Linked DNA regions of Zea mays: regions 2, 3 and 4 are each linked to region 1. The links are chromatin contacts, called in public Hi-C maps. All regions are on one chromosome and are shown on one strand. Each heading gives the region's core, a stretch centred on a gene start, on an enhancer-like site or on the middle of the called end of the contact. The rest is flanking DNA. Distances are from core to core; before and after follow the strand shown. Region 1 holds the start of LOC100274104 (putative rnase H family protein). Region 2 holds the start of LOC100273447 (grx_S12-glutaredoxin subgroup I). Region 3 holds the start of LOC103653246 (thiaminase1). Region 4 holds the start of LOC103653247 (dehydration-responsive element-binding protein 2C).

What was found. Hi-C and Micro-C count contacts between places; a contact is called where the count stands out from the background.
Region 2: a Hi-C map of ear shows a contact between it and region 1, with 2.8 times the contacts expected there. The contact joins the promoter of LOC100273447 here to the promoter of LOC100274104 in region 1. A contact is called at or near these places in 6 of 25 Hi-C or Micro-C datasets (bundle sheath, ear, endosperm and 2 more).
Region 3: a contact with region 1 is called in a Hi-C map of leaf, with 7 times the contacts expected there. The contact joins the promoter of LOC103653246 here to the promoter of LOC100274104 in region 1. A contact is called at or near these places in 4 of 25 Hi-C or Micro-C datasets (ear, endosperm, leaf and 1 more) and 1 of 3 datasets of contacts at active chromatin or transcription factors (leaf).
Region 4: a Hi-C map of bundle sheath shows a contact between it and region 1, with 3 times the contacts expected there. The contact joins the promoter of LOC103653247 here to the promoter of LOC100274104 in region 1. A contact is called at or near these places in 4 of 25 Hi-C or Micro-C datasets (bundle sheath, leaf and tassel).

The regions. Positions count from the first base shown.
Region 1 is chr4:51,385,486-51,393,482 of Zm-B73-REFERENCE-NAM-5.0, forward strand. It overlaps LOC100274104 (putative rnase H family protein), which reads right to left and starts at 2,681. Exons shown (of 9, transcript NM_001360534.1): 1 at 2,289-2,681; 2 at 2,048-2,206; 3 at 1,832-1,879; 4 at 1,675-1,737; 5 at 1,425-1,517; 6 at 1,190-1,333; 7 at 1-90. The coding sequence starts at 2,594.
Region 2 is chr4:50,880,558-50,888,554 of Zm-B73-REFERENCE-NAM-5.0, forward strand. It overlaps LOC100273447 (grx_S12-glutaredoxin subgroup I), which reads left to right and starts at 4,041. Exons shown (of 5, transcript NM_001147884.1): 1 at 4,041-4,390; 2 at 4,507-4,580; 3 at 5,781-5,855. The coding sequence starts at 4,107.
Region 3 is chr4:50,996,059-51,004,055 of Zm-B73-REFERENCE-NAM-5.0, forward strand. LOC103653246 (thiaminase1) reads right to left here and starts at 4,692. Exons shown (of 6, transcript NM_001381951.1): 1 at 4,243-4,692; 2 at 4,015-4,123; 3 at 1,121-1,408; 4 at 606-1,017; 5 at 221-490; 6 at 1-74. The coding sequence starts at 4,598.
Region 4 is chr4:51,080,157-51,088,153 of Zm-B73-REFERENCE-NAM-5.0, forward strand. It overlaps LOC103653247 (dehydration-responsive element-binding protein 2C), which reads left to right and starts at 2,725. Exons shown (of 1, transcript XM_008680197.4): 1 at 2,725-4,404. The coding sequence starts at 3,011. The coding sequence ends at 4,069.

The DNA of each region.
Region 1 (7,997 bases), core at 1,431-3,930:
TTGAAATAAATGAAATGTTCCCTTTAGCTCCTTCACTTTCTTGCAGAAGCTAGCCATATTATCATTCTTAACACGCCAGATATCTTGGACCTGCTCCAGAAAGCACAATCTGTTACTTCTGACAAGAAAAAAAATTACTACAATTTCCTGCTGGTCGAGAATCTCAACCGAGAGCTCTACACAATGATTGCAAGTCGCCTGGTCACCTGGTCGATCCCTAGGACTGACCAGGCGACTAATCGCGATTAGGCAACGACCAGGGCAACTAGTCGACCCCTAGTCGGTCCCTGGTCGTCCTAGACCTTTTAGACTAGTGGTTATACTTATATAGGTATATATATAAATAGCACAAAAGATATGAGCACTTAGCAGGAACAAAAATGCAGCAAACAGCCTGCTTGAATCCTACAATAATCTAAACCAAATCATCATCCAAATGGAAGCCTGCATCAGCAACTTCAGCAGATCCAGATTCATGATCATTGTCCTCATCCATTTCATCATTGCATAACCTTCACACTGTTGGGTTGTGTCCCTTTGACGCTTTCTAGACCGAGAATAAGAAATAATATGGCTAGAAACTGCAGCAACACGTGTAGAAGCAGCACGAGGCAAGTTACGGCCCCTTAGACCCTCTGCTGCACCAACAACTTCATCCACATTGGCCCAAGTAATATCAGCAAAAACACTAGATGTTGGCAACCAGGAATTACAAGTCGGATGACTAATCACCCTAATCGGCAAATAGTCAGACGATCAGGACGACTAGACAAGCTAATGAGTCGTCCGCCGAGTATAAACAGGCAACCAGCCCGACTAATCGCGATCGGATGACTTGCAATCACTAGCTCTACAAACTAGGTTTCACAACATTTTTATGAAAAAAGCACATTTTATCAGATTTTGTATGCAGATTGCAGAGATTGAGATAAAGTCTTTATTTCAATGTGAACTGATTTGGACAAGGGCTCTTTGAACGAAAGAACATACTTTGGCATGTTGAATGAAGCAACAACCTTCCGTGATACAAGAATGAAGAAAATTGTATGGCCAAATCACATTCGAGGTATTATACCTTAGTGGAATTTAAAGAGTCAGATTGAATTGCACAGTGCTAAATCTCTATTTATATTTCACAGTGCAACAAAGAACATATAAGCTACAAAATAACAAAGCTATCACAACTGACCTGGTTACAAACAAGCTTAGAGTCGCCTTGAGCACGAATATACTTGAACCCTTTCTTGGCTGCATATGTTAGCCCTAGGATCAATGCACGATATTCAGCAGCATTGTTGGTTGCAATGCCCAGACCCTCACGTAGTTGAGCAATCTTCAGTAAAGATCATAACACGGTAACCAGCTAGGTATGATAACTCGGTATAAATAGAACACATCAGTTTAGTTACCAGTTGGCTACATACCACGGAACCATCTACCTGCCTTATTATTGCTCCAGCACCGGCTTTCCCTGGATTTCCTTTAGAGGCACCATCAAATTCAAGAATACAAGAGAGCTGCAAAAAAGGTCAAAACTGCTGATGAGCGCAGCTTCATGTATCATCACAGCACAGATAAATTAAAAATATACATGCTAGTAACAAACCAAACCATAACTACAGGAACAAGCCAAATAACAATACAGAGAGTGGGCATTGCATTATTTATACTCACATGACTATCAGGTAATGGTACCTGCTCATCAACTTTGGGATGCTTCTTTGATGGTCCGATTTCCTTGAGAAAATGATTTTTAGTGCGAGTTAATGAGATATATAAAGGTCACTTTTGAATGGAAATGAACCACAGTGACAAAGAAAACGCTACTCACAATCTCCTGTGATCTTTTCAGAGTAGACGATGCAGCTCCATCAGGTTGCTGAAACCATAAGTTGCACAATGAGCACACCATGAGATGTTAATGTTACGGCAAAAGTCAGGTAGTATAAAACTGAATTTCATGTCCAGAAATCACCAGCAACCTTATCGAACTCTAAATTACCTGAAGCAGCTGGAACTTACGAGCAGAGAGCATTGTTCGTGTTACCTGGAAAGGGCAGGGAACTAGATCGTCGAACAATTCATCTCGTGCATCTGTTGCATCAATGGCGTAGAGAGCGTTCCTTAACCCGCGCGCGGCGAGGTATTCCTCGGTGTCTTTACGCAGCGAGTAGCCTTTGAAGACGGTGACAGAAGGGTCGCGAACCTAGCAGCAGTAGCAGTAGGGGCATGGTCAGCCACAGCAAGAAAGCAAAGGAAGGAAAGTCACGGAACTCGAAGGCACATACCGAATTGCTGACTTGAGCTTGGCATTCGCTGAGGGTTTTGTAGATGCCGATGACGTCCCCCTTGCGGACGACGTAGAAGGGTTCACCGACTGAAGACGAGTCCATTGACGTCTTTGCGGCGGATCTCTTGGTGGAGCGCAGTGAGGAGGAGGAGGAGAAGCGCGTGCGCGGCTGTGGGAGTGGGAGTGGCGACGGCGGCGGCGGTACGGAAGGCCTGACAGCCCAGAAGAACGGGTAGTGCCTCCTCCACGCCGCTCTGGAAATCAGCAACCCACAGTGGAAAGAAGAGTAACTGCGAATCACCATTAGAGAGGCGGAGGAGAAGGGCAGAAGTCTGGCCAGGCTGGGACCGGAGGTGGGGCTTACCAACCGCCGCCGCGCAGGAGCAGGCAGGTGCTCCCTTCCCTTCCCAGTAGAGACGGGCAGACGGCGATATCGACGAAGATAGAATGGACCGGGCAGACTATTGGGATGGATTCTCTTCGAAGCCCACTAAGTGATGGGCCTTTTCTGTAAGAGAATGAATATCTAAAGCAAAGCCCATAAAATGAGACAATATTGGGTCAATGCTGATGTCGTGGCGTCTGGAGCTTACCAAAGCCCATGAAAGCTTTGACTTGGAGCTTTCCTGTTCATTTCCTTCTTGCCTTTCTTGGTCGCTCCTCAGTCTTCTGGACTGCACGGTACTTCTCGCGACGATTGATTTCGTCGTGGTCGTCGCTTTATGGCTACCTGCCTAGCTTGGTTGCTCCTCTCTCTTCTTATCAGGCTAGGTAAGTTCTCGTGCGTTACAACCAAATCGTATAATAACACGATAACTTATGTACATGTGTGTTATATGTATATGCTCGTCCGTTGCTACGGAGTTAATATTATAAAACAAAAATTTTTTGTATATTAATGTATTTTATCATAACAACACACGAGCATATACCTAGTTAGATTCTTATGTGGTGAGGTCACAACTATTTAATTCCATTATGCTCTATAGGTTGCATGTACACGAGATAGTTCACGGGCAACTACTGATAAAGTGGTTCCTAAAGAGCTTCGAGCTATATGACAGTAACATACTGATGAAGTGGTTTCTAATACAAGAGCATACTGATGAAGTGGTTCCTAATACAAGGACTGAAGAAGTGGTGAATGGAGGGCTGTGGGTGTCTCATCACAGATTGCTACGACAGAAGCTGGTAGTACTATTTCAGCAGGAGCAACATCGTCTCCATGCATTGTTAGATGTTTAGTTAAAAATCACCCCGAAGAAGAAAGTGTAATCTGGCCACTTAAATTGTAATATGTGAAGTGCAGTGTGTACCGGTATGTGAACTTGTTTGAAACTATAATTTGTGAAATGAACTACTGTTCTCTAGTGAAAATAGTCTAGAATTCATTCAGTGATCTCAAGCACTGCTTTCTAGTGAAAATACTCCTCTATTTCCCTTGTAATCTATGAACTGCAGTTATTTCAGATTTCGGTAAAATAGTCACTTAAATCTGCAGTTATTTCGTATTTCTATGAAAATAGTCACTTGAATCTGCAGTTATTTCAGATTTCTATGAAACTGAACAATATTTATTTCTAAGAAACTATACAATAGTTCAAGACAAACTCAACAATATTTCCTGAGAAACAGAAAAATAGTTCATGAGAGATTGAACAATAGTTCCTAAGAAACTGAAGAATAGGTCGTGAGAAACTATACAATAGTTCACGAGAAAATAGTCTCTAGTTCCTAAGAAACTTAAAAATAGTTCAGTTGAAACTGAACAAAAGTTCCCGAGATACTGAAGAATAGTTTCCGAGAAACTATAAATAGCCTCAGTAGTACTGAGAAAATAGCCTCAACAGTTATTTCAGATTTCATATAAACACAAGTACACGGACTTAGCCATTTAGAGCCACAATGTACACAGATTGCTAGTACCTCATTCACAAAAAACAGTTTTTTCTTAAACATATGCATTTTAGCCACAACAGGCACAAGTACATAGATTTAGCTCGGTAGTACAAGTGCAATGCATTACCTCATCACTACTACACTTAATACAAAGGAACTACAGTGTGTACGCAGTACCACACAGTTCAATAAATACAAAAGGAACTGCATTACCAAACAGTTCACTGAATACAAAAGTAACTGCATTACCAAACACACAGTACAACACTTAATACAACCAACCAAAAGTAATACAAACAGACAGCATCCACGACGCAGCCTGCCTTGTGCGCAGCAACGACGACAAGCTACACAGCCACGACGACCTTCTTCTCAGCGACCATAGCCGCGTTGCCAACTTCCTCCGCAGCAAAATTGTTACTAAGATTGTGTTTGCCAAGAGTGAATGCTGATATTACTCAAGTATTATTGCATTTTACAAAAATGTTACTAAAAATGTACCTCCAAATTGTCGTACTTCACCTGACGACCAGGTCCAGGGGTCTTGTCAAGATCACATATACTCTTCATGATTTTGGAAGTAAAAAACTTCCAGCGGGGTGTGCCAACCAGTCGAGTGACTGGGCATTCAACATTGTCCTAATAATAAATCTAAAACAAATAAGAAATTATTGAATCTTAAAAGTTTGTAACTGGTTGTTATTACTGGATATTTATAGTGATATACATCTACACACAATGTAATTACTGAATCATGTGCATCTAAAAAACTAAAACATAAAAGCTGAATTACTAAACCTCTGTGAAAAAATAATTGAAGGGTTATTACCATAAAAAAGAATACATCCTTGGATGTGGGGTGTTGCAACATGCCTTGCTCTCTCCAACATGAACTTCTCAGACTTTGCAACAATATCATCACAGAGTCTCTGACACCAGTCATAATTCTTTACTTCCTCTAAACTTTCAGTTACAATATAGTCCTTGCTAGAAATGAACAAACTGGTTGTTGGGAACAACAAAGAATTACAAGCCAAGATCAAAAAACATCTGATGATCCAGTCTTCTTCATATTGGTCATGAAGACTGACCATCCTTTCAACAACCCACCGGGAGACCTCATTAGATGAAAGCTTCTTATATGCAGCCAAACACTTGTTGCGAATCAATCTGTTGAAAAGGAAAGTAGTGTAATAGTGTTATTAAATAACTGCATAAAAACACACACCAAGGTGTAGAAGAAAGGAAATAGCAGTAAGTTCATGCTGGAAGAGAAGTGTAATTGATTTTTTAAAATACATAATGCATACATACCTTGTTGGTTGTAGTGTATCACCAGTTTTTTAGCATCACCAGTTTAGAATCCTTAGGGGTCATCTACAGCTGTAGAGAAGGTAGCAGTAATAATATATTGTATAGAACTCAGACCAAGGAGGTTTAATATAGAAAAGATGACGTACCTCTTTGTGTTTAGTAGCTGTAAGTTCAGATGAGAAGCCAGCAGTGTTCCACTCTGCTAACTGCTTCGATTGTTTCTGTAGTCTTATCTGAGCAAGTGTTTGGAACCTATGGCTAAACTGGCGAACATAAATATAAATCCTTTTGAATAAACAAAAGAAAGTTGATGTTGAGATTTTCGTTGAGAATTTGAGCAAGTTTGCAGTTCTTTTTTTTATCAGAATGGGAGATGTGAAAATAGTTTACCATGGAGTAAGCAGAGTATATGTAGTCTGACGCTCCAAAGTTGATGCCATCAAACACGAAGGCCAGGGAATTAATGGTCTGCGTGCCGGCGACAAACTGAACCAAGATAAAAGTTGTCTAATTCAGTGTCTGAATCTTGCAAAATGCTTGCATATGGAGCGGCGTTGTTTCGATGGCCAGGCCAGGCCACGTCCTTACTGGGATGCCTCTGTGAATGACTTGGATCATGGGCACGTCGCTTGTGAAAATGCCAGCCCCAAACCTCATAGCAAGTCCTAGCACGACAGTGAGACCCATGCCCAAGACAATGCTCAGCTGCAAGGCGAACATGACCATTAGCATGGCATGGCACCTGGTTGCTGTTGGAGGAAAAGGGTTGATAAGGATCTGATACACACTGTTGTCCTATATTGTAAGTTTAGCTGCAACACACAAGATGTCGCGGCAACGACCTTCTTGCTATCGTTCTTGGCGAACGCGCTTGCAAGCACCGCCTGCAGTCAGTCAACGACACCAGGATTTAGTTCGTGTTATTTTAGGACCTGCCACAATAGCATCCTAGGCATTAGACAAATCAGCAGTGGTAAAAAAATTCATGGTTAGAAATACAGTTAGACAAAGGTAGCAGCAGTAAAAAAATGCTGCTACCTCTAATTTATGTCGTTATAATATAACCTCACCAATCTAACCTTTCTATATCTTTGGATTGAAGGGTGAGAACAATAGTAAAGCTTCCATACCTCATGTAAATGCTCTCTGACTTAAACCGCCCTCTCTCTCGGATAAATAAGTGGTAAATTGTTCCCTTTTTGGTGGAACAGCTACAAGGACGATTTGTAAATTTTGGAGTCCTTTCCTCCTTTAAATGGATCTTGGTAGCAATATGTATACAAAGACGACAAGATGAATGAACCGCTGCCATGTCAATAAGAGCTTTGAAAGAATCGGATGGACCATCATACTTCCACCTAAGATGCAAACAAAAGAATGAGATGTGTTTATTGTAAGTACAAAACCATGACGAATGCACATGCTTGATGCTACAATAAGCCTTTGTCAGTACAGCTAGGATCAAACCCACATGTTACTCAGGAAATTTTATTCACCATTAGTTTAGTACAGATATTCATGATCAAACTTCAGATGTTTTCAACAGAACTATCAATGTTCAAAGAAACGGTGAACACAGACCTATCTTTTTTGGAGTGGTAAACAAAATGACTTCAGAGTAAAACATACATATGTGACAACAAATTTATTGTGCAGTGCTATCAAGGTCCATGAACTTTGAAAAGGCATACTGGACCTCGATGACACATTTAACAGGTTCATTTGTTAGCTGGATTTTTGTTTTCCATTATTGATTATCATTGCATTTTGTACCATCAACTATGAAGTATGGTTGTTGTAGCTTGCTATATAACTAATTCATAAATGGACATAAGAGTGGGGTAAGAGTTTGTTGTATAAGGATTATCCAATAAAATAATTAATCACCAAAACAGATAAATGGACACAAGAGTGGGGTAAGCGCTTCCTGAGAGATAAAAAAGAACAAATAATCGAATCAGAGACTGCATCAATTCAGTGAAAACAAAAACATTTCCTTCTCTCGCAACCAGACAAGCGAGAAGATGTATGTTATCGGAGCCCTTGGACGAGAACGGAAGGTATTCCTTACAGCTGCTACGTGGTATGACCAATTCTAATCAGTATTAAGAAGGGGCCGCAGGGTAATATTTACACCAAAAGTCATCTTCACACTTCAGAACTCTATCGGTTGTCGATCACGTTCTCCAGCTCCTGCACACAATCAGAAATTCAGAATCATTGCCAAAACAGATAAAGACAACTATTATGTACCTAGATGAACAATTAACGAGTAGTTTAGTTCAAATTATATGAAAACTGGATAATGAAACCAAACAAATGGTGAGATTGGCAAACCTACATTTAACACAGAGCAACCAAGGACAATGGAACAAAGTGTCACGACTGTCAAAAGAATCTACTGGGGCAGCATTTGTTGAAGAGAACACTTTGTACAGTTCAACCAGCAGGCAATCACCCCTAGAAAACCAGAAGTTGTTGGCTGGCGAATGCC
Region 2 (7,997 bases), core at 2,791-5,290, 500 kb before region 1:
GATTTCAATCAATCCCTTTCAAGTGATCAAAAGATCAAACTTAAGTACCACAATTTTCTTCCTTTTCTTAAGTATTCCCTTCGTGAGGAATCTCCACAATTTGGAGTCTCTCACCCTTACAAAATTGATCACAATTAAACCACTAGAGTAAGGAAGGGAATAGAACCACACACACGAGACAACTTCTAGCGACTTACGCACACAAAACGAGAGAGTAGAGCACAAAGACAACACATCGGAGTTATAGCTCAAAACAAGTGCCTAGATCTCAATCTACTAAAGCAAAGGCGTGAATTCGATGTCTCGGCGTTGTTGGATGTTCAATGACTGTTTGCTATACTGCTCCATGCGCCTAGAGGTCCCTTTTATAGCCCCAAGGCAGCTAGGAGCCGTTAGAGCTCCAATTGGAAGGCCATGGTTGCCTTCTGTCCGTGGGCGCACCGTACAGTCCGGTGCACCACCGGACAGTGAACAATGCGTGATTTCCTTCCTTTTCTGGCAAAGCCGACCGTTGCCAGCTACTGGTCTCATGGCACACCGAACAGTCCGGTGAAACCTTCTAACCATTGGCTGGGCCACGCGTCACCCGCTGATCACGCGGTCGACTGTTGGCTAGGCGCACATCTGGCACATCAGACAGTCTAGTGAATTATAGCCGCGACGCCCTCAGCATTTTCCCGAGAGCGGCCTGTTCGCCGGAGCGCCAGCCTGGGCACCGGACAGTCTGGTGCAAGTCTTGCTCGCCTTTGCCAAATTTCTCCAATTTGATTTCTCTCACTTTGAGAGGGTTCCTAGCACTTAGTAGAATAATGTTAGTACCAAAAACAATTTATTAAGGCTAGAATCATACCTTGCTTTTCCATTTCCATCTCTTTAACTCTTTGCTCATATTTAGACAAAACAATATGTGTTGATCATCTAATCACCAAAATATTATAGAAATGGCCCAATGGCACATTTCCCTTTCAATCTCGCCCTTTTTGGTGATTCATGTCAACACAACAAAAGCAACTCAAAATGCAACAACATTTTCAAATGTGAGCTAAAGAGTGCAACTTGATATCAAATTGAAGACAAATTAATCTCACATAGGATTTGGCATATTTGGATCAGTTTTGCCACCACTTGGTTTGTTTTTGCAAAACAAATTCATTTCCTATCTCTATGTCAAAAACACTTGTTTTGGCCAATCAAAAGATCTTTCAAGACTAGTTTTGATCAAACACCATAAACTCCCCATTTTCCCCATAATCAAATTTCTCCCCCATAAGAGAGCGGTTTTTGCAATAGAGTATTCTTACACTAAAACTTTTGAAAAATTCACAAGTGGTAGTTGATCCAGTTGCTTTGGCCTTAATTTCTCCCCCTTTGGCATTAAACACCAAAACATGAGAACTATTTGGCCCTTTAAACCCCATTGCCTCACAAAAACTTGCAAGTTAAAACCAAAGGCAACGAGAAAAACAAAGTTAGGGACTTGGAACAAGATACATTGATACTAGAATGTAGTGGAAGCCTATTCTTTGTCCAAGCCCACATGTTCCCTTTCAACCATCTTTGAGACTATATCCAAATCACTCAAGCAAACACATTAGTCTCAAAGGGTCAAGTTGTAGTATATCCTCCCCCTAATCATGTGCAACATGTGAGGTCCAGGGATGACTTGTACAACTTGAGCACCAAGGTAAGTAAAGACAGAAATGCTTAATAGAACATGATCAAAGGCATAAAGCACATGTATGATATAGATCAATCCAAGTTCCGCGAATCTAAGACATTTAGCTCACTACGCAACCTGCAAAACCTTTTCTCATCTAAAGGCTTGGTGAAGATATTGTCTAGCTAGTTCTATAGGTGTACATTCGGGCCGCCCGCCCGGCCTGGCCCAAGCCCGAAAAGGCCCGTATTGTTTGGATTTCGGGCCATGCCGGGCCGGCCCACGGCCCGTCACGTAATTGCTTCAACGTGCCGGGCTCATTTCGGGCGGCCCGAAATTATAAAAACCTGAAATACAATTTTGGCCCGAAATTCACATTAGGGCCCGAAATTCAATTTTTGGCCCAAAATTCAGTTTTTGGTCCGAAATTCACATCAGGGCCCGGAATTCACATCAAAGCCCTAAATTCAACACAAATTTAATAAAGCAAATAAAAGATAAGATAAATAAATTTGACCAAAAGCAAACTTAATATTTGTATTAAGTTACCAGAGCTATGCAATGACTACCTCGTTTATAAATCATTTTGTCAGAAGACAAAAGAGTATAATCAGCTCTATACAAAGTTCGTAAGTTCAGTTCATTATCTAATGTTCATAACAAAAGTAAAATTACATCACATACTCTAATTCAAAGTTACAAAAAACATCTAACTAGCATTATCTCTAGCTTTGTGTTCTTTATAAAGTACATGAAAGTGTGGAATGAAGTGTGGTTTTAATAAATATATGGGTCTTTTCGTGTCTTTATATGGGCCATTTCGTGCCTGCCTTAAACGGGTCGTGCTCGTGCCCGCCCATGGGCCGCGACCTCGGCCCAAACCCGGCCCGATATATCGGGCCGTGCCAGCCCGACACTAAAATATTTCAGTCTGTGCCGTGCCTGGGCCGTGCTTTTTTCTGTGCTTCGGGCCGGCCCATCAGGCCCGACCCAAATGTACACCTATAGTTGGTGGGCAAATCTCGGTGGGAAGAAAAATGGGCCGGCTAGATACATGGGATGGGCGAGCGGGAATTTTTTTAACCAAAACATCCCCTATTTGTAGCTATAGATTGGGAAAGTTTAAGGGCTATGAAAAAATTAAAGAAGGTTTATGAGACCTATTGGAGGCTTTATGCCCGTTTAACAGGGCTCTCGGGACGACTTCTCCTCTGGCTTTTAGTGAAGCCGTGCCAAACAATCTTAAAAATGGCTTCTCGTCGAGAGCCATCAAGGAGCCAGAGCCGTTTTGCTATTAGGAGCCGAAGCACCAGAAAGGCTTCTACCGGCTTCTTCTGTCCTGCACACAATAATGTTTAACGAAATTATAGCCCCTGCCACCGTCTTACCGTGAGAAATTGCTTTGCCAAATGAATTCAAAAACGGATCTGGCTCCTCTAGAGAAACCAAGAAGCCAGAGTCGGAGCCGTGCCAAAGGGGCCCTAAATTTTTTCTTCTCCCCTATAATGTTAAGTTAGGGGAAATTTAAGGGAGCTTTTGGAGATGCTCCCCAAAAGTCTCTCCCTAAATTAAGTTTTTCTAAGAAAAAACAAAAAAAACTTGACTCCAACAGTCCCCTAAAGTGTCCTAACTTTTTCATAGCACTTAAAACTCTCTCATTTGTAGCTAGAAAAAGAGAGTTTGGGCTCCCCAGAAACACAACCGCGCGCAGAATTGAGTTGATTTTCCTTTTTACCGCTTTCGCGTGTTTGTTTGATGTCTATCCGCCCCTGTGGCCGCGCAACCTCGTAGTTTGCCGTTGCGCGCGCAACCTCGTCGCCTGCCACTGCTCGCTGCATCCTTGTCGTTCACACAACCTCACCGTTCGCGCGCGGCAGCGTGCCCTCGCTATTCAGCATCTACCGTCACGCGATTCGCTATTGGATCCCTGTCGCCGGTTTAGCCTTTGCTATCGCTCATGCCCGCCATTACTCCTCCCTCGCTGGACCACGTACCACCAGCGACCTTTGATGGCAGCCCATATTTGGTCGATGGGGAGACGTCAAAGCTGCGAAAGAAGAAAACACACCCATGAAACCTATCAACATGAGTCAAGGCTGACTTGGCTTAATTTAAAATATTTTTGATCCATTTTTAAAGGAACTGTTGGAGAAATGGTTAAATTCTATTCTCAATATTTTTCGAGATGCTCCTTAAAACTGATTTTTAGAAGTTATAGAGATGCTCTTACTTTATGCAAACTCGAGTCAGTTTTTTTGGGGTCAGGTTTATAGTGCATGTGTCTGACCCAAAACAGTGCCATGGGCTGGCTAGAGGTCTAGAGCTGGATGGATGCTGTTGGACTTCTAAGCCCAGCCCACGAAGGAAATCCATCCAGAGACGAATCCCATCGTGTTGTGGCCGGAGAGACGAGAGGACTCCAGAGAGATTCCGACACCGCTGGGCTCAGATGCCGCCGCCGCCGCCGCCGCCGCAGCAGCAGCAGCAGCAGTCCGGCATGACTCTCTGCCGCCTCCCCACGGCCACTCTTGGCCTTCCCCTTTCTCTCCCCTGTTTGCTACCTCGTTCCCGCCCCCGCCTGTGCTTCGCCGCACGTCATGCCAGGGCCGTCGCCGCCAGGGCTTCCTCATCCTCTCCATCACCGGACTCTTCATTCGGTTCGCGGATGGAGGAGTCCGTCAAGAAGACGGTGGCCGACAACCCCGTTGTCATCTACTCCAAGTCATGGTGCTCGTAAGATTAATAGCCCCAACTGAGCTAAAACTAGGCAACTAGCATTGATTCATTAGCTTTGATTCGCCATCACCTCATCTAATTGACTGATTCCATGGCATGCTCAACGTCGGTAGATATTGCATGGAGGTGAAGGCGCTCTTCAAGCGGATCGGTGTGCAGCCCCATGTTATCGAGCTTGACCATCTCGGTTCGTCCTCTTTCCAGCTTCATTCATGTCCTTCCTTCCAGGGCAAGGAACTGAACTGAGTAGCTCTGTTTGATTCATATTCATTTAAAGGGCTATCATATATGAAATCATGTATCATGACCATTGATTGTGCAACCGGACTATACCCCATGTCCGTGGGCAATCAGGTGGCAATGTTACTGAATTGTTTTGAACTTCGAGATGGAGATGTTTTCTGCTGTTCAAACTCTAGGGTTTCTTTAGCTGCACGCCTGGACAATTTGGGTTAACTGGTTGAGGCTGTTATAAATGTTTGATCCTGTGCTCTTGCACACCCAACACCATCAAGAACTGACACTATTGCCAAATCACTATATCAGGTATAAGGTTAAAATTTGCCTAGCCTGAACCTGTAAAAGCATAACATTGCTCCATCAGAATTGAGCATCGATATCTTGTGGCTTGTGACTTTCCTTTTCCTACCATGGACACTATCAACAACCATGTATTGACACCGCTAGTCATGTTCAGTTGGTCAAGTGTGCTATGGCCATCACCAGTTTTTGCCCTGTTTGAAATGAATATGCGGTAGTTGTGCACTGTGCTTCATGGAACGTGTATGAATCTCATACACAGTTTTTGTTTCAGGCTCCTTTCCTCTCATTCTCCACTTTGCCAACCAGTTATAATAACCCACATGTTCATAGTTGCATTTGATTTTCTTCTTTGTCACCATCAGCTACAAATCCAATAATATGCAAAAGCACTACCAGTTGAACCGTACCTTGAACTATTGCATATACTTGTTTTACTCGTACCAGACATAAGACCGTGTTCAGCAGTTTACCTATATGGTTACCTAAAATACTGTTTTGTACTGTAGACTGTACTGTTCGCAGAGTGGAGTTTGAATACGGGGATGTGAATGGGTAAGCTGCTGGAGATAGTTTAATGCATTTGGCATGCTCATAGGCACAAGGGTTTTCTGCATACTTTTTTATTCCTATCTGTTTTGAGTGTGCTAGTGAAGTTGGCCATGCCAGCTTATCTAAATGTACCTTTGCTATGCTTGTGTTTTTACTAAGTCGCATGATCTGAAGGGTTGTGATTTTTTGGTAGTTATTTCCTACTGAAAATGAGAAACAAATAGTAATGCAGTGATTATTATATATCAATTTTCATGTTGATGCTCTTATGCAACTGACGGCTAATCCCTTTCAGGTGCTCAAGGACCACAAATACAGAAGGTATTAGAGAGGCTGACTGGACAGTCTACTGTTCCTAATGTTTTCATCGGTATGCCAACTTTCCCTTTCTCACCGTCATTTTTACTGTATAACCTATCATTTTCCTTTTCTTCATGACTAAGTAGCAAAGTCACCCAATGATTTTTCATATCAATTAGGGATTTTTGCGGGTGGTGCCACTAAGTGCCAATACCAATACATGTGTCCCATTTGTAGTTTGTTACTGCATGGAAATTAATCCACACATGCATCTGATAGGATGTGGAATCCTATCGTGGCATAGTTATTAAGGCGCCGCTTAAGCGCCACTAAAGTGAAGCAACGCTTAAGCGGTAAGGCGACCGTGAGAAGGAAGACGTCATGTCACCTTGTCGCAAGAGTAAGGTTAGGGGAAGAGGCGGCGGTGACACGCGAGGAAGAGCAGCGGCATTGGTGTGGGTCGCGTGATGACGTAGGGTGGCTGTGGTGAGGGAGAAGCTGTAGGGAGGCAACGCTACGACGAAGGAGAACTGGCGACTATGGAACTGGAATGGTGTGGTTAACCCTAAAATTTTGGTGTTGGGCTAGGCTGGGGTAATTGGTAATGGGCTTCTTTCTTTTCCCTTTTTCTTTTTCCTATTTTTCTCTTCTACTAGGCTATAATGGGCCTACTAGGAGGCCTTGCAGTTGTGCTAGCGTGCTTATTACCTTCTATTTAGTGATATGTAACTAATATTTGGTCTAATTTTTACATTTATCTATATAATTAAGGTGTCACCTCGCCTTACGCTTGACTGCCTAAAAGGTAAAAAGGGGTCGATCGCCTTATGTCGCCTTACCGCTTTAATAACTATGATAGGAGATCGATGGCCAGGGCGCGTACCCCTGATGGCGCACATGAGTCGTGGTCGCGCACAGAGTGTAGGCGAGCGAGAAATAGACGTGGAAGATGGTCCTTGAGGCCAAACAAGATAATTGTTTTGCTTGATTAAATCGATACATCTCTCCTTATATAGAGGTTTATTTGACTTCTAAGCAAGCTATCCTTTTTTATGAAAACCTCCTAATCATGAATGAATCATGATCCTATTTTATGAAAACAATGTAAAATATCTAAGGACGGAAATCCTTTAGTATTTCATTCCTAATTGTCCATGTGGCGATCCTGACATGTATAGGTGACTATAATCATAACATCTCCCCCACCTCTTCGAACATCTCGTCCTCAAGCTTGATGTCGAGGTAGAGGCCCTTGAACTGTTCAAGTGGCTACCAAGTGGTGTCGTGCGCTAGGCAGGCCATGCCACTGAACAAGGACATGTTTGGAGCAACACACATTCTATCTCGGGCAGTAGTCGACCATCCTGTATGGGTGGCATGGGTAACAGAGTTGTCAAGAGGGGTCCCACGGAACGGCCTGAGCAGCCCCACGTGGAACACTTCGTGGAGACGAGTGTCTGCTGGAAGCTAAAGGTGATATGGCACCTTCCTAACGTGCTTTAACACTTGCAAGGGGCTGGCATAGCGTGGCCCATGCTTACGCTTGGGCTAGGACTCTAGCGAGTGCGTCAGCCTTTGGAGATGGATCCACAACCAATCACCCACCACGAAGTCAAGTTCACGATGGCGGATGTTGTAGTAGCGCTTAGCATACTCCTAGGTCTAGAGAAGACGCTCGTGAACCTTCACGAGGAAGACGTCACAGTTGCACAACCATTGTATTTGTTTGAGTTGCCCTTGCGACATGCGGAAAAATAGGCGGCGGGGGTTAACCGTACACCACGTAGCAAGGTGTGGTGCAAAGCGTCATGTGGAACGAAGTATTATAGCAATACTCCATCCAAGGAAGCCAATCAATTCCTCGTCGCAATATAGGTACATGGCAATCACCTTATTGAATTCTTCTGATTGGCCATCTGTCTGAGGGTGGAACACCTTGCTTAAGCAGAGCATGACGCTAGCCATCTTGAAGAGACCACACCACATGTGACTACTGAAGATTGGGCTGCAATCATTATCGATGGAGGTGGGGGAAGCCATGTAGACGAACAATGCCCTCGAAGAAGGCGTTGGCGACCGAGGCTGCCGTATACGGGTGGCTGAGGGCGATGAAATGCATATACTTGGAGAAGCGGTCGACGATGGTAAGAATAATGGATTTTTCATGGACCTTAGGGAGGCCCTTGATGAAGTTTATGGAGATGTCGACCCA
Region 3 (7,997 bases), core at 3,442-5,941, 390 kb before region 1:
GATCTCACCAGTTGAAACAGAATCCTCAAAGGCAAACTCATTTGAATGTATGTTCAAACCATCTAGACAACCGGCTGCATGAAGGCATGTCAATGCAAAGGAAAGAAACTGCCAGTTAACTGTCTATTCAAAACAAATTTGATATGTTGATTGTTAGATTGTAGGAACAACACAAGCTTAATCATGGTGGTGTCATTGTCATCAGAGAGACAAAGAATACCTGATGAGAAGGCTGATCTTATAAGTTCTGCACACCAGCAATAGGAAAGAATATGGACATCCAAATTGAGGTTCTCCCTTGTTTTTACAATCTTCTGAAAGAAATTTTTACAGCCACCTTGAAGAATAAGACGCTCACCAGCTTTCCTGATGTCTTCCAAATTCATTCCCCTCAGCACACCAGAGTCGACAACCCTAGAATTTGCAAGCTTCTCAAACTCAGCTAGCACCTCCAGGCCTTTATACAGTTTATCATAATCTAGTGACTTCGCTGTAACAAAACAAAAAACACAGACTATCATTAAATCATTCAAGCATGGCTTATCTACTATTTCCGAATCACAAACCAATAGAAACAAATGAAACAGAGGCCATGATGCACATACATTCTTCTGGAGGAAGTAGTCTTTCCATGCATTTCTCATACTCTTCCATGTATTGCTTAGAGAGCATGTTCCACGAACTTCTCAGGTCTCCCGATTTTGCACGGTCGAGGTTATTATCAATCCCACTTTGATTTGCCTTTTGGAATGACAAAATTGCAATCTCCGCCAAAATGGCAGATGAATCAACAATAGTGCACGTCAAATCAAAATCAGAAAAGATCAAGAGTTTATATTTTGGATCACAGTATCTTGAAAGTGGAGCTACAACAGGTTGGTCTATAAGCTGAGAAGAAAAGAACTCCACTTCCAGTTTCATAGCTTGCTGGTAGAGCTTGCCAATAATCTCAAGTTCCTCACCAGTTAATGAGACACTTAGTTTGTCTAGCAATTCTTCTATTTGGAGTGTGGTGTCCTGTGAGAGATGATTCAGCACATGAACCAATTGCATTGAAGCATGAGCCAGTACTACAGTAAAATGCAGTAGCACTCATATTAGAAAGATGATAATTCTATACCTCAAAATCACTGGATGCATATGTGTTAATCCATTTCTTGTATGGATGATTTTCATCTTGTTTAAGGAAAACCATGAGTTCTTTGCCTAGATATGCATAAAGCCTCATGCATGGAGTCATGGCCCCAACAGTGTATGCAGCAATTTTAGTCTTCTCAAATGGAGTAACCATTTTGTCAGAACCTTTTGTGCCATCAACTTTTCCAGCCGCAGTTGCAAGTAGGAAATCAGTATATTTGGTTGTAGCTGCACTTGGAGGTATCTCTTTGGTAGGATCAACTCCCCACTCCTGCAAATTGAATAGACAGGATACCCGATTGAATATCCAAAAAAAGCTAAGCAGAAGATTAGTTAGCAGTTATTGAATCAGAGGAAAGATGTTCAGTTTTAAGGACAATATATATCTCTAGCAACTTATACAATAAGTCAGCTGTTAAGCATTTTGGTTGTAGATGCAGGACCTTAAAATGTACCTTAATTAATTGAATACAACATAGTAACATACTTCCATATAAAAATGCATGATCAGGATATATTAGAAGTGTGCGCTCAAGTTCTCTCTGTTTAAGGATAAAATCATGAGCAAAATGATTCTTCCGTCTGTCTTTTTTTCCTTCCCAAAGTGTCCTCATGCCCTTACCTGTCCCATATGTGACCTGAACTTTTTTTACCTTATTCCTCCGGATTTTCTCCCTGCTTTCCTTTTAATTTTCCTGTGACCATGTTCCACCTGATTTTTCTCCCTCCAAGTGTTCCTCTTTTTACCTTTTTCTTCTTTCCAATTTTTCTTTCACCTCCATACTTCTATTCTTTGTACTTATTTCCACATCACACATGCCTTCCACCTTGTATTTTCATGTGTTCCACCTCTGTACTCCTATTTTTTTACCGTTTTTCCCATAATGTGTGCCTCCAACACATGTTTTTTCATGTGCGTTCTGGCATAGTTGTTTTTTCTAAAAAACATATTGGAAGGAGAATTTTTAAGCCTTTCAACCTTTGACCCTTTCCCTAGGAAAGAAGGATTCTGCCACTAAGTTATTGTTGCAGTTTTAATTATATGAACAAAACTTGTCATATTGGAACCAAGTTGAATTGATCGTCACAACAACAACAAAGCCTTTTACGCTTAGTCCCATGCAAGTTGGGGTAGGCTAAAGTTCATACCCAACAGAAACCACAAGTCAAGGTTCAGACACATGGATAACTGTATTCCATGCACTCTTATTCAAGGCTAACTGATTAAACCACAAATGGAAATCAAGAGCAGTTTATTGTCCAATCTAGCCTAAATAAACACTAAGCCAAAACAGAACGAAGAAGACAACCTATTTAGTGACATAAAAACAAAAAGAGTGTCAAACGCTTACAACCGTTCGACAGGATCCAATGGACCAACCTCTCTTCATGCCCATACAATTTAGAGTAGTGTGTCTAAGCACGATGCGGAGTCTGATTTCAAAGGAAATTGGGATACGAACCGTTTTCATGATATGCCATTCTCCCACGCACCCGTATGAGTTAGAACAGAGTGTTTAGGCATGGTGAGGAATCCAATCACAAAACAAATTGGAATGCATGACGTGATCAATGATAAATCTCTAAATCTATTGTACCCATATAGGTTAGAGCAGCACACATCTAGGAACAGTACATAGTTCGATTCCCAAAAGAATTGAAAAGCATGACCTGATTTCAGGTAAGCACACAACAACCTCAATTAACTGTTGCGACAAACAAGTATGTTTGCCAGTATGGTTTAAGGACTCCAGGGACATAAAAAAACCTATTATGCAGTGAAATAACTGAAAACTGAAATACCCTTAGCAATAACAACATGCAACAGTTAGCAAGATTTTGATTTCAACAGTGTTAAATGCTAATCGATATATATTAGGTGGTAAATATGTTAGGCCTACAAGGAATCAGAGGATGAAAGGCAAAGGTACTGGAAAGAAGTGAAGACTAAAAAAGGAAAACAATATGTGATAATAATTCATTTGAGGAGGAATACATCAACTTCTCACTCCAACAAATCAAATGGTCAAGGAAATGAACAAGTCCTAAGTAAGAAAATCATTTAATCATAAGTCATACCACCAGACATGACAGACAATATTGAACTGATAAGGCTATCTTATACATACACACTAAACTTAATTACATTTTTTTCTAAAAAAACTATGTTGGCTTTTAAGCATTTTGAGTATAGATGCTGGATTTCAAAGTGCAATACCGTAAAATAGGTGCACAGTTAGCATAGTGGCAGTGTTTTTAAGGCGTTGCCTAGGCGACGCCTAAGCGTCCAGGCGCTCATAGAATTCTAGGCACCTTGCCCGCCTAGGCGTTAAGGCGGTGGTCCAGCTCCTCACCTCGCCTTACCTCTTTAAGAACACTGCATAGTGGACTGCTCAGGTCTGGCTTAATTAATCTAAGATAGTAGCAAGCAGCAAGGTTGCATATGCAGAGCATAATCAGGAATAGTTAAGATACACAATCAAGATATGTGTTAGTGTCACAGCTGCAAGAGGAATATGGGTGATGTGGGGCAGTTGATTTATCTTTATTGAAAATAGAACATATTAGGATGTGTTTGGTTGCACGACAGCCAGAATAGGGACGTCCCTAGCGTCCTCTATCGTCCCTCCAATTTTGAGAGATAACTGGGGATAACACTGAGATAGTCATGTCTCAACCCTTAATCCTGAACCAAACAATCTTATTCAAGGATCGTCTCATCTCATCCCGTCCTGTCATTGCAACCAATCGCATCCTTAGTTTGAGTAGTTTCCTAAACCATCATGTTATATTAGGATGCTAAGCTCAGCGGTGAAGCTTCGCCTAATCCATTCACTGGGGATTCTAGGGGAAACATATAGGTGGGGAGGAAAGGACCTTCAGAACGGAGGAGTGGAGGTTGAGCTCTTGGAGGATGGCCTTCCTGAGGGCGGCTATGGTGGCCATGTCGTCGTCATCATCAGCGCAGTCCTCGGCCATTTCGTACCTGATTGATTGCGCCACGGAAGGAAAGGAAGAATCAGATCAGATCCAGTCCAGTCATGGGGGTGGTTAGGTGAATCAAAACAAACAGGGCGGAATCAGGAAGGAGGGAATTGGACTTACGCGCGAGCGAAGGCGTGAAGGAAGTGCGCGTCCTGCGCGATGTAGTGGCGAAACACGTTGAGCCGCAGATTGCCGGCGGCGAGGGAGAGGAGGAAGGGCGTGTATGCGGCGAAGGCGGCCTCGCGCGTGGAGGCAGCGATCCAGAAGCGGCGAGCCGCGGAGCCCTCGGCAACGACCGCGGCCGAATCGGGAGAAGGAGATGACGCCATGGCCCTTCTACTTTCGCCTGTCGACGACCAACAGGAGGAGGAGCTAGAGGTCGAGGGTGAGGAGGAGGGGGAGGTGGAGGAGAAGGAGGAGACGAGAAGAGGGCGTGGCAGTGGGAGGCGGAGGCGGAGACGGCGGAGAACAAGCATATACGTATGTATGGGTGCAGAGAAAGTGGAGGAGCCTCGCCGCCGGCCGGCCAGTACTCCCGCACTCAGTGCTACTACAAGACGACGAAGACGGGGACTCCAAGCGGGCAGAAAGTGGCCGGCAATAGATATATCTGAAAAAAATATAAAAGCTTCATGTGCGCTTGACATACCAAAAATCATAAAAAATATTAAATATATATATTTATTATTTATTTCTTGTACTAAAGAGTAAATAACAAAAAATATATTATATATTTTTTTGATAGTTTACTTATAAGAGCATTGTATACAAAATTTGACTGTACAACTATTATTCTTCTAATTATAAACCTAATATATATTTCTTCCTCATATAAAGGGGTGTTTGGTTAGATGGACTAAAGATTAGTCTCTAGTTTTTAGTCTCATTTAGTCTCTTTTTTGTCAAACACTAGAACTAAAATATGGACTAAAATGATTTAGTCTTTAGTCTTTCATATAGGTGCTAAAATAGTCTAAAAGTCCACAATTATCCTGTTGCCCTTACATTTTCTCTGTAGTATTCGGTTGTGACTTGTGAGAGCATGTTTATATAAACATCTAATGTTGTGAGTGTATTCCAAGGCCATTTAAGTCTTTGGACAGTGTATTTAATGACTTTAGAATCTGTTTAGTCTCTAAAATCAAACAAGTAGGGACTAAAGTTTAATGATAGGACTAAAGTTTTGTCCTATGACTAATTGAAACCAAACAAGGCCTAAATACATAACAATAATAATAAATAAATTGTTGAATTTTCCTTCGAAGGAAACATTGTTACGTAGGGGGACGGACCATTTACATACATGGTTAATTGATCAGTAGGGAATCAAAACTAAATAGAGATAAAGACAAGGAGATAGCCTAGCTAGTGTAGTAGTGTATATCGACGTAGGGAATATTTGTTTGAGACTACAATGTGTTCCGATTATATAATTCAACAATTTTTGAATTAATACTTAGTTTAAAAATTGTTAAATTATATAATCCAGACAGATTATAATCTCGAACAAACACCCCTGAAAGGATCACGATGCCCAATAGAAAGGTGAATCGGACTTTTCTAAAATTCCAACAAACAATAACTCAATAAGTCCTAAGCATGAGCCCAACTTCACCAAAATAATAGCAATCAGTAAAAGCTACAAGACAGATAACAACCCTAAGTCATTATTACAAATACTAACTAAGCAAATACACAAAGTAAAATGCTCAAAATAAATGTGGAAAGTAAAGTAGGGACAAGAAGACTCCTCCAATTTTTCTCGAGGTATCGAAGAGTCGGCACTCTTGCCTAGTCGTCGTTGGAGCACCCGCGCAAGGGTATCGCTCCCCCTTGGTCCTCGCAAGAAGCAAGTGCTCACTATAAGATGATCATTTACCTCTCCGGCGCGGTGGATCCCTCATGACCGCGTATGATCTCCGAGCCGGGTCACGAACAAATCCTTCGGGATAATCACCGAGCCATTTAGGTGATGCCGATCACCAAGAGTAACAATCCATAGACTTTCACTTGACTAAGAGAAGCCTGATGCATGTGGTGTGTGCTCTAGGTGGCTCTCATGCGCACTAATGAGGTCCTAACATGGGTTATGATCTTGCTAATCAACTCAATATGCTTTGTGCACTTGCAATGCTCTAGCAATGAATACAAGTGTATTGGGGTATCAAGACACTTATTATGGCTGATGGAGGGGTATAATACACCCACCAACCAAAACTAGTCGTTACTATATGCTACTGCGCATGGGTGCACCGAACACCCGGTACGCCACCGGTGCGCATCCAACGGCTAGTTCTGATAGCTAGCCGTTGCTCTGATAGTGCACCGGATAGTGAACAGTGTGCATCGGACAGTCCGGTGACTGGCTAAAATTTGAGCCAGCGAACAACGTGCTCTCGGGTTTCTTAGGGGGCAGAGGGCTGCTCCCGAGCACTTTTGGACCCACTGTCAGGAGGAGCACCGGATAGTCCGGTGCCCCTAGGTCAGCAAATCCAAAATCTTTTCCTTAGATTTTTCTAAACCGTTCTCGTTCTAGTGAGTGAGTCATAGAGTGACACCTAACACTAGTTGTGAGTGTGAACATGCACCAACACTATATTAGATTTCTCTTGGTCAAACTACTCATCCACAACCCCTCTTTATAGTATGGCTAAAATAAAAATAGAAGTCCTAACTCTATACCAAGTGTCCACAACTCCTTCGACACTTAGAATATGAAGTCCTTCATCTTTTGATTCGCTTTTTTCATCCGTCGCTTCAAGTTCTCATTTGAGGGATTGTTTTCACCCTTGCAGCGCAAATTTCTGTAATGTGACCTAACTTACCATTTGCTTTACAAAACACACGTTAGTCACATATAATCTTACGTTGTCATTAATCACTAAAACCAACCAGGGGCCTAGATGCTTTCAACCCCCTTATTGTAAGTCAGATTTGACCGCCTAAATTAATAAGTGGTAAGGTAACATGGTAGACATTTACTCACAACTAGATATGTCAATAGAGACCCGATCCGCTATCACATGGAGAATTTTTCTATTAAGGTTAGGTTATGGGGCAAAAATATACCCATGGGTATAAATACGAGACAAAATTATCACCCATTGGATAAGCGGGTATAGATTTGGGAAGCAATCATCTAAACCTGATTATCCATGGGTATTGTTCACCCAGTAATATTAGGTGTGCAGCCTAATAGGCAATAAGCGCAACAATTAATCCAACCTCTTCCAACCCTTTTAAGCACACATCCACCCAACCTACGCCACCGGGCATCCCACCCACTGGTACATGTGTCACTTTGTGTTTTGTTGTTTTGTATGGTTAAACAATGTTTTTTCTTGGTACATGTCATATTTATTGGTGATATATTGTTGTTGGGTGTTGTGTGGCTATTAATGCCATATAAAATATAATGTGATAATGTTTTTCTTGTCGGAGATGGGTTTGGGATGAATCTTATATCCATGATGAGTATGAGTATGGGGATGAAGATGAGTTTAGCTTCATGAGGATGTCAATGAGGTGTCCAAATCCGATGGGGGAATTCGCCATTGACACATCTACGCACAACTGAGGGGGTGTTTGGTTCTCTGACTAAAATTTAGTTCATATCACATTAAATATTTCAGTATCAATTATGAGTATTAAATATAGTCTTAATTAAATTTAATAAATTTGTCTTATCTTTTAGTCTTCATCTGTATAATTAGTTTTACAATTAAACTGTATTTAATAGCCAAAATAAAAAACATTCAATGTGACAAAGACTAACCTTTGTTTTGTGGAACCAAATACCTCATAATTCAATGTATCAGAAATCGTTGTGATTGGACTTCCATCTCATATTAGGTATTGTGACTTGATCACTCCTA
Region 4 (7,997 bases), core at 1,475-3,974, 310 kb before region 1:
AAAATAAATATGGTTTTAGTGATATCTATCCGTATTCGATCTGATTACATCCGTGCAAATATATCTATGCTTTAAAATGGGAGAAAACATTGCATGCATCCCGTTGAGCGAGGGTCACAAAGTTTGATGGATTCAAAAAAAATGAATACATAGGACTTGAATTAACACCTTCTAGGATCTTGGTATATGATGTATACCCTTTCAGGACATTGGATTAAGAGAACTTTCGTTGTCTTACATAGAAAACCTTCTGCCTTGACTAAATTTCATAAAGAAACACACATGCAGTCAAAATAGAGGGTGTGTCCCATAACACGTTAAGGCTTTGTTCGGTTATTTCAATTACATATGGATTGGTGTGTATTGGGATGGATTGAGATAAATTTTAACTTGCTATGGATTTAAACCGACTCAATACCACCCAATCCACATGGATTAACGGCGAAACGAACAAGCTCTAAAGTGGAAATTCTATAATCCATGCATCAAACATGACTCCTCCATAGGATGTACATAGCCCACCTACTATAGTAATATGTATATCCACATCTACGATCAACAATATTAAAAACGATGGAAGTTGCTTCTAGAAGCCTCTTCATATATGTGAAGTCTCTTTGCATTGACCACCATTTGTAACCGAGATCTGAGTCACATGATGTCGTAGACATGTATAGCAGTAATGGCATATGCATCGCGATCCAGCTAGAGGCTATGTTGCGCTAGATCACATCACTATGATCCATTTGGTGTAGCTTATTTATGAAAAGTTAGTTCAAGGAGAAGGTGGTTGTTTGGTGACTCTGTTTTTCCTAAAGGGGATTTGTCTGACCTGAGTGCACAATGACCTATATGCCCTCTAAATTTTATAACAACTAGTTATGATTATGACTTTTAAAATATAGAGTGTATTTTTATCATACTATTTAATTGATACTTTCATTATCATAGTACTATATATGTTAAATAATTATTTACACATAAGTACATCCCTGGAATTACATTACACACTTACAAAGTAGTGAAGGAAAGCAAAATAATAGCAGATAGTTCCAGTGCATCCAAACTAGCCAAAGCACATATATATGGTTAATCCTATTGAATGGATATTCTTGTTGAATAACCACACAATTGATTATTCCATAAGTGACCCATCAATTGTGTGGCGTCCGTTATTCTCTTACGATTGCATGAGACAAGGAATGACTTCTAATTAAGGATCTGCTTTATTCTCTAGTCCCTCAACCTCAAGGGAAGAGGTGACTAAAAAGAACTAAACCATGTTAATTCGATCCGTTATTTATTTTTGTCGCCGCACAAAAAGGATAATGGTGGGACAATAGTAAAGAGTATTTTGGTTTTTTTATAAGTCGTTTAATGAGTTCTGAATATTTTTAGTACTGGATCCAAACTGGATAATATTAAAGGAAAATTGGAAGATTTCGGCGTCCAAACTAAATTTCAGTGGCCCAACTAAAGCAACCAAATTAATTTGACTATTTTCGGCGGTCGGTGACAAGTCATGCGAAATTAAAGGTGTTTTCGGTGACTCTAAAATCCTGCAAAACATCTCATTTTTTGCGGCCTAACTGGAGCCACAGAAAAAATACCTTATCTTCCGCGGGGAAAGGGCCACGAAAATAAGCAGAGAGAGCGTCTATTGTCTACGACTTCTGGCAGCCAAAATTTATTTGATTTCTTTTGTATATAGGGGCTAAACTTTAGTTTTAGACTAAACAAACCCAACAGACTTATTGTTATTTGCGTCAGCTCGGACCAGCTAGTCACGCTGTATACACGTGCCGATTCATAGGTACGGTACGGGCAAGAGTATATGGTAACAGGTGTGCGTTGAGAGTGGCGACACGCATTCGATCCAGCTGGTATCGTGTCAAACTGGCAACAGGCTACTGCTAGAGCAGATTTGAGCGCGGTTAGGGGCAGGCTACCGCGCGCACGCATGCATGGAATCGGACGATCATGGATATCGACGCACCCGACGAACGCCTCTAGATGCGCGCTTGACAAAAGAACAACGCAACACGCCAACACCTATTTTTGATCGCAACAGAGCAGAGGCAGGGGACGAAGACACACGTACGCATGGCAGGCCATACGGATCGGAAGCCAAATGGGATACTGGATAGAGACGAGAGGCTAGGCGATGTCCATGGCCTTTGCACATATGCGTGGGCAGATCACGTGCAATGCATGTCTACACCCGCAAAAAATAAACTAGTGTACATATTATATAATATAAAAAAACAATAAAGAGGGAGAAGCCGAGGGCAAAGCCGTCAGTCAGTAGTTGCGTGCGTGCGTGCGGAGACCAGAGTCAGCGGGATGATGCAGGCAGGCTCGCCGCTCGCAGACCATGCATCCATCCAGATACAGATACAGATCCATATCCAAATCCCAGCGTCCAGCTGCCAAGCCATGGCTGTGGCTCGCGCATCGACGTAAGCAGGAGCAGGCGGAGGCAGTCTACTATAGAGAAGTATAGATGGAGGATGTGGCTGCACCTGCGTCTACGACTACACGTCTTCGTTCATGGCCTGGGCGGGCTGCATCTGCATCAGCGTGACCTCACCTGGCCGGATCGCCTCGGCCGCCACGTGTCCCTTGGTCTGCGACTCGTGGAGCCCACCAGAACGTCCATGTGTCCCGCCCCGTCGGCCCCCACCTCTTCGTGTCACCCGCCTCCCTTACTTGGCGCGCCGCGCTACCCGCGTGGCCCCACTCCGAGACCCCGCCTGGTGCCGCCACCCTACACGGAGGCGCCATGCAGTGCCATGCGCCGGCTTCTCTGCCCGCCCCGCCTGCCTTCAGTAGTTCAGTGCGGATACTGAAAAGTGCTGCCTGGCCTGCAGTGCTGCATCTGCATGCCATGCCAACTGTCTATATATAGCAGGCCACGGAGCTTCACACGGCAGGCACACACCAGGCAAGGATTGCATTGTTAGCATCCATCGCCGGTCGCCATATCGATCTGTGGACGAAGCTACTCCAGATGGATCGGTTGGCGCCGCCTGTCGCCGTGGAGGTGCCGGTGGTGCATCGACAGCAACAGCAGCAGTTCGTCCATCACTCACAGGTCCACCAGCAGCAACGTACGCACCAGCAGCAGCAGCACCAGAACGGCGGCGGCAGCAAGCCCGGCGGCCGCAAGTGCTGCCCGCTGCGCCGGTCGCGCAAGGGGTGCATGAAGGGCAAGGGCGGGCCGGACAACCAGCAGTGCCCTTTCCGGGGCGTCCGCCAGCGCACCTGGGGCAAGTGGGTGGCCGAGATCCGCGAGCCCAACCGCGGCGCACGTCTCTGGCTCGGCACATTCGGCAGCGCGCTCGAGGCCGCGCGCGCCTACGACGCCGCCGCCAGGGCGCTCTACGGAGACTGTGCGCGCCTCAACCTGCAGCTACCTCCTCCCTCGGCGGCTGCAGGAGGAGGACCGGCAATCGTGGCGTCTCCGTCCCCTGACACCGTGGCTGGCCCTGCTGCTGCTGCTGCTGGCGGGCACAGCCGCCACCACCAGTACCTGCAGCAGCAGCAGCCCTCCATGGCGGCGCCTATGATGATGGTGCACTCATCCTGCTGCTCCGCCGACGCGTCGTCGTCCAACTCCGACTCCAACTCCAACTCCAGCTCGTCGCCGGTGACCATGGCGGCCGCGGCAACCTCGCCCACGTACACCCACCACCAGACGACGTTCCAAATGCCGCCGCCGCCGCCGTCTTCGTGCGGCGTGATGATGGCTGCCGTCCAGGGCTGCCACGTCGACGACACCACCACCACCACGATGGCGATGCAGCGCCATCAGCAGATGTTGCGCGAGCTGGCGGCGGCTCCTCTGCATCAGGAGGCAGATGACTTCGAGGACTTCATGACGCGGCTGCCCAAGGCTGAGGACTTCGGCCTGCAGGGCTTCCAGGAGGTGCCTCCCGAGGTGTTCGACGAAGCCGCCGGCATCTGGGACCACACGGCCGCCTGGTCGTCCCCCACCATGATGATCGACTCCGCCGGCGCCCAGCGCCAGCAGGTCGTCGATTCGTCGTCCCTCTTCAACTCTCGTTGATCGATGACGCCGTGCGCCCTGCACCAGCTACTTCGTTGCTAGCTGCATCGAGAGCTGCCAGTGTACGTGGCGAAGCGAGTCGATGCGCGGGCCCACTGGTTCGTGAGTTACTTACACATCAAGTCTCAAGACGTACCAGATGGTGGTTACTCGTGGGTTTTATATTTGGATAATGTTTCATATTTGTAAAATATATATACTATAGTAGTGGTGTCTTAAACATATATACTTTGATAGCTATATAGTCTTTTGGGTTTGCTATCTGCATGAGCGGCTAGCTACCTCTTGTACAGTACTACCATATATAGATATATCAATTTCGTTTTTCCTGATTATTTATTGTTTTCATTTAATTTGGACCTGCTTCAGGTTTTGTAATAAAATATATACTCTTGTCCTAAAATATACTCATACAGTCTTTAGGTTTGTAATATACTTGTGGTATATGGGCGGCTAGCTAGATTTGTATATTATACGTGCTACGTAGTACCCTTTTCGTTTCAAATCCGGAAAATTCTAAGAAGTAGTACTCTTTCCGTTCGAAATTCCGAAAATTCTAAGGGGCCCTTTGGATCCTGAATAAATTTACTCAGCATAGTAGGTTATTTACGCTTTCTAAAGTTTGTAAAGTTTAGATATATCTCTATTCCAAATTTATAATAGGGGTGGAAATTGATTTTTATGTATCGACAGTCTATATGTTTCCACTATAACTTATAACACGTTTATATAAATGGTAGTATATAAATATATTATACTCCATCCGACTCAAATTAAATCTCGTTTTACTTTTTCACTGAATTCATACAATAATTAATGCATGTGTTATATATATATATATGTCTAGGTTATCATCTATATGAATATGAATATAAAAATCTATAGCTAAAACGACTACTATTTTAGAACGGATGCATATGGATATAAAAATCTAGAGCTAAAACGAATCTATATGAATATGGATATAGCATCACTATCGTACACAGTTGCTTTACCGAGTTTTTGAGGACCTCGGTAAAGCCTAGAAAACACTCAACCGAGTTTTTGAGGACCTCGGTAAAGCCTAGAAAACACTCAGCAAACTCTTTGTCGAGTGTTACTCGGCAACAACTTCTTTGTCGAGTACTTTTTATTGGGCACTCGACAAAGTCTTTGCCGAGTGTCAACTGGTACCCGACAATGAAAAGTCGTCATCACAATGCCAAGTGACGATGATGGAGTCTTTGCCGAGTGTCCTGTCGGACACTCGACAAAGAGGCCTCCTTTGCCAAGCGTATGCTATCCTGGCACTCGACAAAAAAGGCTTCAATAGGCCCTTTTTGTCAATCCCTATCAAGAGCTCCGGTAGGCACTCGACAAAGCGGGCTTCATTGTTGAGTGCCTGATGGACGAGCTCTCGGCAAAGAAGGCTCCAGTGGGCCCCTTTGTCAGTTCATTTGCCAAGTGCGATGATAGGCACTCGGCAAAAGAGCTTCTTTCTCGAGTGCCTGGACCATAACACTCGGCAAATAAGCTTTACCGGTTCCCAGGTGTGCCTTCTTTGTCTAGCACTCGGCAAAGAGCCTCTTTGCCGAGTGTAACACTCGGCAAAGTGACCAGAAACCCCCTTTTATTTGTTTTTGCTATTCTATCCAAACAAACAAAAGATATATATCATTGACATCACATATATCACAAAATCAACACATGTATCACCAACACCATATATCTCACAAATATCACCACATCAAACATGTTTCACAAACATAAGTCTCGCCAAATATCTCACAAAAGTTTCACAAACAAAACAACAAGTATTTCACCAAGTATCTCACAACAAGTTTCTCAAACATGTCACCAGCATGTACAAATGTGTTCAGCTAGGTGGCAGCTAGACTGGCTTGACGAAGCATGAGGGTTGTTCGATGTCGTTGATTGTCCCTGCACAGAGAAGAGATTGCATGTGTGAGACCAGATAAATATATATCATGCAGGACTAAAATTTTGATACTCACAGAAGTAAGGAACTGAGCAGGGGCAGTTGCAGGGAACAATGGAGGTGGAGGAACAACACCATATGCGGTGCCAAGGCTTTGCATGTACTGAAATATTTCACCCTAATAATCAATGAACGACGAATAGATAAGTAATAACCTAGAGTTGTTGTATTCATTGATGTGAGTTGTCATGTCGAGGTTGTATGGCTGGGCTTGCGCCTGTGCTTCTTGCTCGCACCTAAGATAGAGTGGGAGTGGAGGACGATCGATTGCCCCGTTGACAATCCAGTACTGCCCAAGCCTCTTGCCTCCTCCAACCCTCATGAAGACATCTTCGTCGATGTCCTCGGTCCTCGGATCATAATCTAGCCCATAGACCTCCTTGGCCATGGCGGTATACTCACTGAGGCAGTTGTGGACAGTGGGGTTGTTGTACGCCTTGAGCCTGTCCTCTGGGTTGTAGGTGATGTATGACGTCGCCTTGCCCTTGTGGGCCATAGCATACGCCGAGAAGGTGGAGCAAGGCTGGCCACCATGTGACGCCGACTGTGAGAAAACCAATAAGATGGTTAGAAATCATGCCTAATAGAAAGTTATATACCTAAATAAAAAGAGCGCGTACCCATGCTTCTGCGTAATTGTCGAGGCTGCGACTGCCTTGGTGGTGGGAGGGACCTTGCATCATCAGACACTGTTCCCGGCTAGCGTTGTGCGCCTTGTCCCACTTGGGCGAGCACCACCTCTGCACCATCTGCTCCTAGCACTGAGGATGTGTGGCACACCAATAAGAAATTATCTAAAAAACAAGTACATGACTTATTATAAGATAAAATGAAGCATATTTAATACGAATATTAAAGTTTTGTATTTACCTACAGGTACTGGTCCCGAGTCAACGACATGGTTCAGGCATCCTGCTTGCTCACCTTCTCTCCAAGGACGGAGCCGTGGTAAGTGACGATGGCCTGGATGCGCGCCTCATAGTCCATGTCCACGACTAGCTTCTTACAGCTCGCGTTAGCCACCACATCTGCCCTGGCCTCATATCCAGCCTCGCATATGAAGAAATCATGCATACAAAGACCATGTATCCATACATTATTTCAAGAATGTGCAACAAATTTGACGTATTAAACAATATAGTGAGAGGAAGACTTACTCACTGCTCGTTCTTCACCCGCTCCGTCTTGTTGTTGAATTCCCTACCGTCCCGATCTACTACATCAGGAGCGACAACGTAGTGGTCGAAGGTGTAGGCTGGGCCCGTCACTCCGGCGTACTCAACAAGTCCAGACAAGTGTTCTCTGCACAGAAGGCCGAGGATGCCATTGGAGTTGCCGTCATCACCGTATAAATTCTCCACAACCTTCAAAGACATGTTCAAGTGATAAAGAAAAAGTATTAGTTTCTATTATGAATTTGAACATATAATATGCAAAAGCAATGATAACATCTAAAGTTACATACCTCTCCCCGTCGGGTCAAATCAGCGGGCGCCTGTCACGATGTATGGGTCGCTGAGGAAGACTCGCGGGACATCACAAGTAGACGTTCCTCAAACCTGATGTGCCAGAACTTGAGGCATCCTGCTGAGCATTGTCGTCGTCCTGCTGTGCCGCATCAACGTCCTGTTGTGACGTATCGACAGCGGCCTGCTGCCCCACCTGCTGCTATACTCGCTAACATATAACGTGACTATACTAGACACGAATTAAAGGAAGAAGCATTTAAGTTGGTATTAATCAAGTTAGCCCTTATTTATAAAAGCGCGAGTTAAGAATTATAAAACAGAATTAATAGCTAATCAAATAATATAAACTTGTGACGTGATGAAATAACATTATTAATATGTTGACGATATTGTTATGAAATTAACGTAACGCGAAAAGGGTCGTAACGGATTTAATAACGCGCGCGGCTGCGCGAAACAACGTAAACGACGAGCGTGAACG